Regions from separate parts of the Rattus norvegicus genome. Here region 2 is linked to region 1. A link is a contact called in public Hi-C data. All regions are on one chromosome and are shown on one strand. The core of a region is the stretch at or near the end of the contact, and the rest is flanking DNA. Distances in the headings are between cores, read along the strand shown. Region 1 has its middle 130 kb from the start of Ipo5. Region 2 overlaps Mbnl2 (muscleblind-like splicing regulator 2).

Region 1 (3,966 bases), core at 256-2,755:
AAATGGCTGTCTTATTGCCAGTGTGTTCTTCCATTTTTGGACTTACAGACACCATTTAAAATGTGAATTGCTTCAGATGAGGTGACATCATTGTTAAACCTGTCACAGCTGCAGAAACTCTTGTCCAGTCCAGTTATTTGAATGAGCTGTGCTTTGAGCATTAAAAAAAAAACAAAAACAAAAACCCAATGCTTTTTATTTCTTTTTCTTTATTTTCTTTTCAGGGTAGGGATGTGGGTTCTCCGTGGGATACATTTCGCTTCTGTTTTCCTAGGAGTTAGGTTAGATTTTTGAAGCAGCGCCCTCTTCTTGGACTCTGTCCTCGTGACTCGCAACTGCTGTTCAACCTGGCACGGAGCCAGCTGGGGCTCACAGAGCTGAGTTTTAACGCAGAGTGGGCGTGTCGGCCAGGTTTTTGTCAGGTCGTCACAACCTAGAGTCATCTGGGAAGGGGGACCCTCGGTTGAGAACATGTCCTCGTCAACCTGGCCCGTAGGCAAGCCTGTAAGGTGTTTTATTGGTTACTGGTGGATGTGAGAGTATTTAGCCCGCGATGAGTGGTGCTGTTCTGGGCGGGTGGTTGGTTCTGGGTTCTGTAAGAAAGCAGAGACAGCCCTGGGGAGCAAGCACTGAGCAGCACCGTTCCACAGCCTCTGCTTCCGGTCCAATCTCCAGGTTCCTGCCTTAGCTTCTCCTGATGATGGACCAGCAAGTCAAGCAAACCCTTTCCTCCCCAGGTTGTTTTTAGTTATGGTGTTTCATCACAGGAATAGAAAGCAACAGAGCCAACGAGTTGGGGACTGAGTCAGGTTTCCTAATATGACGTCGTCTAAAAGAGCCCAGAGCTACATTAGGCCGCATAGCTCGACGTACCAGGATGGCAATCATGACACCAAGGGGCACAGGAGTAACTGTTGTCTCTCTCACAGAAAGCTTTGAAATACTGGCTCACCAACCAACGAGCGTACACGGGCCCTGACACATATGTAACAGAGGGCTGCCACATCTGGCCTCAATCGGAGAGGATGTGCCTAATTTTGCAGGGATTTGATGCACCTGGATGGGGGCATGCGGGGTGGGGGCTGTCCTCTTAGAGGCAAAGGGAGGGGGTATGGGGGAGGAACTCTGAGAGGGAGGACCGAGAGGGAGGGCAATATTTGGGATGTAATTAATTAAATAGCTAATTAATTAATTAAAACTATTGGCTCATTTTGTTTTGGAGCTGACTTTGCTCCAACCACACATGTTGCTGAACACATCAGGCTTTCTCCAGTCTGAGTGCAGACATTAGTGGTTCTCCTATGTAGGAGTGTATTCCCAGGCCGCTGCTTCCTTCTTTCAGGCATTTGCTCGTTTCACTTCCTCATCGAAGCGTTCCTTTGCCTCGTGGTTGAAAGCTGTCATGTGACCAGCTCTGGAATTGGGCGCGCTCTTCCTTCTCACTGGTGGCCAGCAAGCCCCAACCATCCTGTCATCACTCCCCACAGCGCCGCCAAGGTTACTGTTGTACGAAGCCACCCCCAGCTTTTTACATAGGTGCAGGGATCCAAACCTGACTGTGTGGCAACTGCTCTCACCCACCGAGCCTTCTCTTCAGCCTCGACGCTTCTGATCCCCAAAGAAATGTTTCTTAACTAGCTCAGACCTATCAGTGTCATAGTTCTGACGAATTTATTCATGCAGCAGCCATCGGCCGAAAGTCTAGAAGCCAGGCAGTGTGCTTTTTTTTTTTTTTTTTTTTTTTTTTTTGGTTCTTTTTTTCGGAGCTGGGGACCGAACCCAGGGCCTTGCGCTTCCTAGGTAAGCGCTCTACCACTGAGCTAAATCCCCAGCCCCGGCATTGTGCTTTTTAATGGAAACAGTACACTTATTTATCATCTCAAAGGCAAATGCTTTTACGCACATTTAACAAAGTTGCTTTGTTTAACACATAGTAAATAAATGATCCTGACGTGAGACTAAGAATTTGCAGAAAAGACCCAAGATATTTTACCAGTGTGTCAGCAAAGGCACAGAGCTGGCTTGTTAATCTGGTTTTGTTTCACTTCACTAAAATACTACGTATTTCTGGACCTCACTGTGTCACAGTTGAACAAAGGGTGAAGGACATGAACCAACCCTTTGGCTCGTCCAGCCTCCCTTGTTGCTGCAAGGGTACCCACCTGACTTGGGCAGCTGACGGTCACAGGACATGCCTGGCCACTCCTTGAGCATGTCCCATTGTACTTGTTTTTTTCCTAAAATATTGATCTGTTTGAATCTGTTTTCATCATTTGAACTCCAGGAAGAGACAGTGTGTGTGTGTGTGTGTGTGTGTGTGTGTGTGTGTCTATGTGTTTGTGCCTGTGCACACGCCAAGCACACACCCTCACGAGAGTGTGCGGGAATGCATGTGTATGTGCATGCATTGTGTGCATATATGTGCTTATGTGTTTATGTAAGCATGTCTCTGAGTGTGTCTGTGTATGTGTGTGCATACCTATGTATGTATGTGTGTATGTATGTATTTATGTATGTATATGTTTGTGTAAGTGTGTGCATGTATGGGTTCATGTGTGTATTGTGTGTGTACACTTGGGGAGGTCAGAGGACAACTTGTGGGAGTCGTTTCTTCCTCCCGCTGTGAGGAAGTTTTGGGGGTCAAATTCAGGAGGTCAGGCACGTGCTTTAATTTACTGAGACATCCTCCCAGGCCCTAGAACTATTTTTCTTTTTTAGTATTTTGAGAAATTATCACACTGTTTTCCATAGAGGTCAGACTATTTTACATTCCTGCCCTCAGTGTAAAAGGGTTCCAATTTCTCCACATCCTCTCTGATATTTGTTTTATTTATTTTGGAAAGTAGTTTTAAATTTGTTTTGGTTTTAGAGATCCTACTGATGGGAGTTGTTACTGAGATATCCATCCTAAATTGGGTAAAAATACTTACATAAACTAATTATATTTTTTTAATTATATATTTATTGGATATTTTATGTATTTACATTTCAAATGCTATCCCCTTCCCCCCAAACTAATTTTAATCTAAAACAATTGTAAAATATATACTTTTATAAGTATAAATATGTGAATAAATGTTAAAGTGGTTCTAAGGGAAACCTGGTAAGGGAGACCATAACAGGTATATTTTTAACTAGTACCTATTGTAGTTTTGGTATATGTAGGAGGTGGTTTTAAATTTAAGAGTTATGGGGGCTGGGGATTTAGCTCAGTGGTAGAGCGCTTACCTAGGAAGCGCAAGGCCCTGGGTTCGGTCCCCAGCTCCGAAAAAAAGAACCAAAAAAAAAAAAAATTTAAGAGTTATGGAAACACGGTGTGTTTATGTTAAAACAATCAAGCCATTTGAGAGTGGCAAAGAGGTAAAAACATCTTAGTATGCTCTCAACTTATTATCGCCTTCTATACTCTTTCCAGGTAACTCCCCACTCCCTTACAGTAAAAATGCTTTTCTGACCACTGAGACCATTGAAGGATCTCTTATGTAGGCATCTATGTCCATACTACATTGAGAGTCAGATTTCGTGAAATGTGTTTCTCACGACAAATCACAAATATGAATACTTTGGGCAGTGGAAATGCTTTTGGGGTAAGAAGCGGCTGTTTGTAACCAGTCCAACAGGACACTGTTGTTGCAGACGCTCTGGCTGTTGATGCTTATGTGTGACTTGGACGGTGGGCACCCCCCCCCCCCACCGCTCCTCTGCACAAGAGCCATTCCTGCATGCGAGCAGCATTGGATCGGATGTTTTGCCCGTGATAGTCTAAATCCACTCAGGGTGATCTCTTGAGAGCCAAGGCCAGGCATCTCTATGATGTGAACAGCGGCAGCCAGTTCTCTCTGACCATAGGCTACCTCTTACATTGCCAGGTGTAATGGTAAAGAACTTGGGTTTTCATACCAAGCAATTATTTGAGCTCAAGTATTAGCGCTTTGTAAGCTCTCTCGTATCATCTACTGCTTGCTA
Region 2 (3,967 bases), core at 1,268-3,767, 360 kb after region 1:
CCAGGCTCTAGTGGCACATGCATGAAGCCAAAATAGTGAATTCTCATATTCAGTTAACCCATCAGTGGGGAGCCCAGCACACTGGTGGCACAGCGTTCACTCAGGGTCGCTCTTAACGCTGGGTCTGAGCAGATCTTCCAGGGTACACTGAGTCAACACCTGTGTGAGGTCAGTTTTCATAAGGAATATTGGGACCTCGAATTCGACACTCAGGGTGTGGGAGGAGAATTTCTGATTTTTTCCCCCCATCACAGAATGAGCCGAATCAAAGTGGATCCGGTTTGGGAGCACCCACAGGCGTAGTTCTACGTTCCTTAGGTGGTAACTCGCAAACCGCTGGGTAAGCAACACCCTACTGAAGGGAGCTTAAGCCTGTCAGGTTAATCACACAATATTAGGTACGAGAACAAACAGTGCGACACAAAACGTAGCTATGCCATTATCTGCCATAAATGTTAACTCTAAATTAAGTGCAACCTGTCCACAAATGCTCGCTGTAAACCGATCAAAAACAAACAAACAAAAAAAAAAAAAAACAAAAACAAAGTTTGATGGATAAACACGAAAAAAAAATTCTCACCGAGAATTTTTTTTTTTCCTTTAAATATCGGCACTCATTTAGAGTTCGGGATTTGTGAAAGAAAAGCTTTAAAAGGAGCAAACCTGATTGGCTGTGGCTGTTGCTGCGAAGGGGACACTTGTTGCAGGAGTTGTTGCTGCAGAGACAGTGGCGGACGTAGCGCTGTGCATCATGGGTACTTTCAGGAGGGGAACCATGGGAGCAATGAACAGGAGGGTGTAGCATTATGGTAATAGAAGTGGTATTTGGCATGGTGAATATCAGAGCAGCAAGCCATCATGGGTTAACCAGCAGATGGCATGCGACCACAGTGCAAAGCAAGGAAGCATGGGAGAGAAATAAAAAGGGAAAATAGCTTATTACAAATACAATTAAAGGAAGTTTTCAAACATAATCAGTGATTCCCAGAAAGGCCAAAGCACACCGCTTTGATCAACGTGTTTACAAATACTTTGTTTCCAACAACAGAGCCATTCCCAATTCGGAGGACGACATCGTGACCAATAGTTATGGCTGTTTCTCTACATAACATGATAGGTAACATCCAGTGAACCAAGTGGACTAATCATATATTCCAAAACATCACAGGCTCAGTGGGCCTAATTTAGAATAAGATGAACTTTGGAATCAGTTGTGGTTAAATCAAAAAAATTTTTCCTTAAATTTAGAAGCCCAATTGTAAAGTGGAGTTTCAGTGGCCCCATGCTTTACTCCGGTCACTGAACAGTGAGGCAAAAGAGATGGCCTTGGCGTAAATTCTAGAGCAGTTACCATGAAGTAACCAGATCCATACTGCCAATGTTTACTTTCTGAATTTGTAAGTAAAATGGATCAGCTGTCCTGAAGACAGACTTGTGTGCCAAGGCCTGAATGTGAGAGAAGACCCCACTGTTGAAATTCCCCACCTAAGGGAATGTGGAGGTACAAAAATAAAGCAAAAACAAGAAAAAAAAAAGCCATTACCAATAAGTCTGCCCTCTAAAAAGATAAGTAAGCAAGGTAGTTCAGACACTTGGTTTCAAAATACATCCAAGTATAATTTTATTTTCCAAAAATAAATACTTCTGGGAAACTCTGATAACTCTAACACACAGCAAAGAGGAGATAAAGGCACACCACTATGAAACTTTAAAACATTGATGAAATTAGCCTGCCTCTGCTTGCCTCATGCTAAACCAGATAAACTATAAAGAGAAACAGCACAAATCATTTAAAAAAAAAAAAAAGCACACTTGCGCTTGTGGCTTTACGTCTCTGTGGCGGTCATTCTAGCATTAAGAGGTCACATTAAAAACCATCACTCTCTTAAATACACAAGCATAGCTTACACGTTAACTCTAAAGCCATTAAGCCTTCAGATCTACTTCCTAAAGCATTCTCTACTGTCTCTGAAATAAATGTCAAATGGTGAAGGCATTGCACATCATATAAAAGACAAATAAAAAAGGTTGAAACCTACCAATACTGGTAGCGGGTGTCATGCACAAAACTGACCCTGAAGTCATGCAATGGGGGGGAAGGTGAATAAAAGGGAGAGAAACAGGTTAGCTGTTTAGAGTTAACATTCAGAGTGAGATCGAAGCACAAGGAGGTTAGTTTACACAGTTCTTAGGGCCGTTCACATCGTCAGTATAGCAGATAGATCCAACTTCCTTAAAAGCCAATAAGATCCCAAGTCCCACTCTCTGAGCACTCTCCCCTTTCTACTCTAGGTCAACATGATCCTAAGGAGGATGGCATGTGATGGTACAACTGTGTCCTTCTCTGAAGACCTCAAAGGGTTTTCCACACGTGATCAAGTTAACCCGGTCAGGTGGAGAGCAGGTATTTTACAGATGAAAAAATCTGAGGCACAGTAACTCCTCCAAGGTCGTGTGTGCAGTGTGAGCCAAAGGCAAGGCCAGGCCAGGGGTAGAGTCCAAGCCAAATCCAGGCCAGAGCTGATGCTCGGCATTGAGTCATTTTGGTGATGAAATGTGTGCTGTGTGGATAGCAATGTGAGAAGAACAGTGAATTGAGAGTTCGAATCCTCTGAATCAAAGCCCTGACAGATAGGGCAGGGGACTCTCACATTGGGCGCTAGGAACAGGTGGACGCTCCTGAGTAGAGCCGCCACACAGGTCTGGGATCTGCTCTGGCGAGGAGACTCTCTGTGGCACAGGGCTGGCACGTGACAGTGACATCTAAGTGCCACACAAGCAATCGTAGGACCCTGGTGAGAGATTTTGATCATGGCTTCCGAGGGATGGAAGAGTTAGAGAGTCTCGGATTGGCGTCTGGGTTAGTGGGTGGGAGAGGGACGGCAACTCCAGTGCTTCTTGGGGAAGAACTGTGGTATCTGTGAATGATCTTAATGCCTGATGTACATGTGTCAGGAAATTCTGACTGAACATCGATGCAAGGCAGAAGACGGAAAAGCTGTGTTGGGAGCTCTGAGGGATTGTCTGCCACTGGCTCTGTTCCTCAGAATGTAAAGAAGGCAATGTTGGGGTTCCTGGAAACTCAGGGTTGTGAATGTGTCAGAGTGGTAGTTTTAAACGAATGTAGGTGCCTCTGCTGAAGGTTTCAGGACTACATGCTAAGACGTTAGATGTGAATCTAGCATCTAAATATCTTCATTCATGTTCATAAGGACTTCTTGCCTGACCTACATTTTGACCAGACTGCTATCACTGACTTAGGAAAAGCCTATCCAAAGCAGGCTACTGCTGGCTTCTTTTTTTTTTTTTTTAAACTGGAAATGTGGCAGCACACCGAGACACACACGTGTACTCACATGCATCTCATATGATCTCCTCCTCCATCCCCATCTCTCTACTTTCATAAACATCTAGAAAGTTCCCTGCACCACACTTTGATTTCTTGGCTTCCATCTGTCCTTCAGCCCTTCAATCCTCTTCTAGTTGGTTTTATTCTCGCTCTGTTATAACTTCATCCACAGTTTCCAGGACATTTTGCACTTCCCTACACTCTGCATGCTAAGCCACTTTCTTTCTTTGAATTCTTACACACACACACACACACACACACACACACACACACACACACACGCATGCATGCATGCACTTCTAAAAACTTGTACTAAATTCTCTCTCTATGTGCTGGAGTTTTTAGAGCCTGTCCTGGATCCTTTTTTTTCCCCCCTGCTCTGTGGATCTTTTATGAGTGTTTCAACTCCTACATTCCAAAGCTCTCAGGGATCTCGTGGCTTCTACGTTTTGTGCCTTGCTAGATTGAAAGTCTCTCTACCTAACGTTTCTCCTGGCCTCCCAACCTGGGTTCCACAGGGGTCTCCAATGGAACACGCTAAACTGTGCTATCTCCTGCTCTGTCTCCTCCACATCTGGTAACACGTGATGGATGTCATCACCTGCATGACACTTCAGC

The links. A called contact is a pair of places that touch in the nucleus more often than the background predicts.
Region 2: a contact with region 1 is called in a Hi-C map of liver, with 3 times the contacts expected there. The contact joins two enhancer-like sites. A contact is called at or near these places in 3 of 12 Hi-C or Micro-C datasets (Schwann cells, frontal cortex and liver).

The regions. Positions count from the first base shown.
Region 1 is chr15:104,284,185-104,288,150 of GRCr8, reverse strand. No RefSeq gene overlaps it. Among named protein-coding and RNA genes, the nearest start is that of Ipo5, 130 kb to the left of the region's middle. Within about 2 kb of position 1,505, at least 7 of the 93 cell types and tissues checked have an H3K27ac peak or open chromatin away from gene starts, as enhancers often do. A contact at or near this core is called in liver, where this site is marked.
Region 2 is chr15:103,920,956-103,924,922 of GRCr8, reverse strand. It overlaps Mbnl2 (muscleblind-like splicing regulator 2), which reads right to left. Exons shown (of 9, transcript NM_001111064.2): 8 at 664-758. Among named protein-coding and RNA genes, the nearest start is that of Rap2a, 81 kb to the left of the region's middle. Within about 2 kb of position 2,517, at least 4 of the 93 cell types and tissues checked have an H3K27ac peak or open chromatin away from gene starts, as enhancers often do. A contact at or near this core is called in liver, where this site is marked.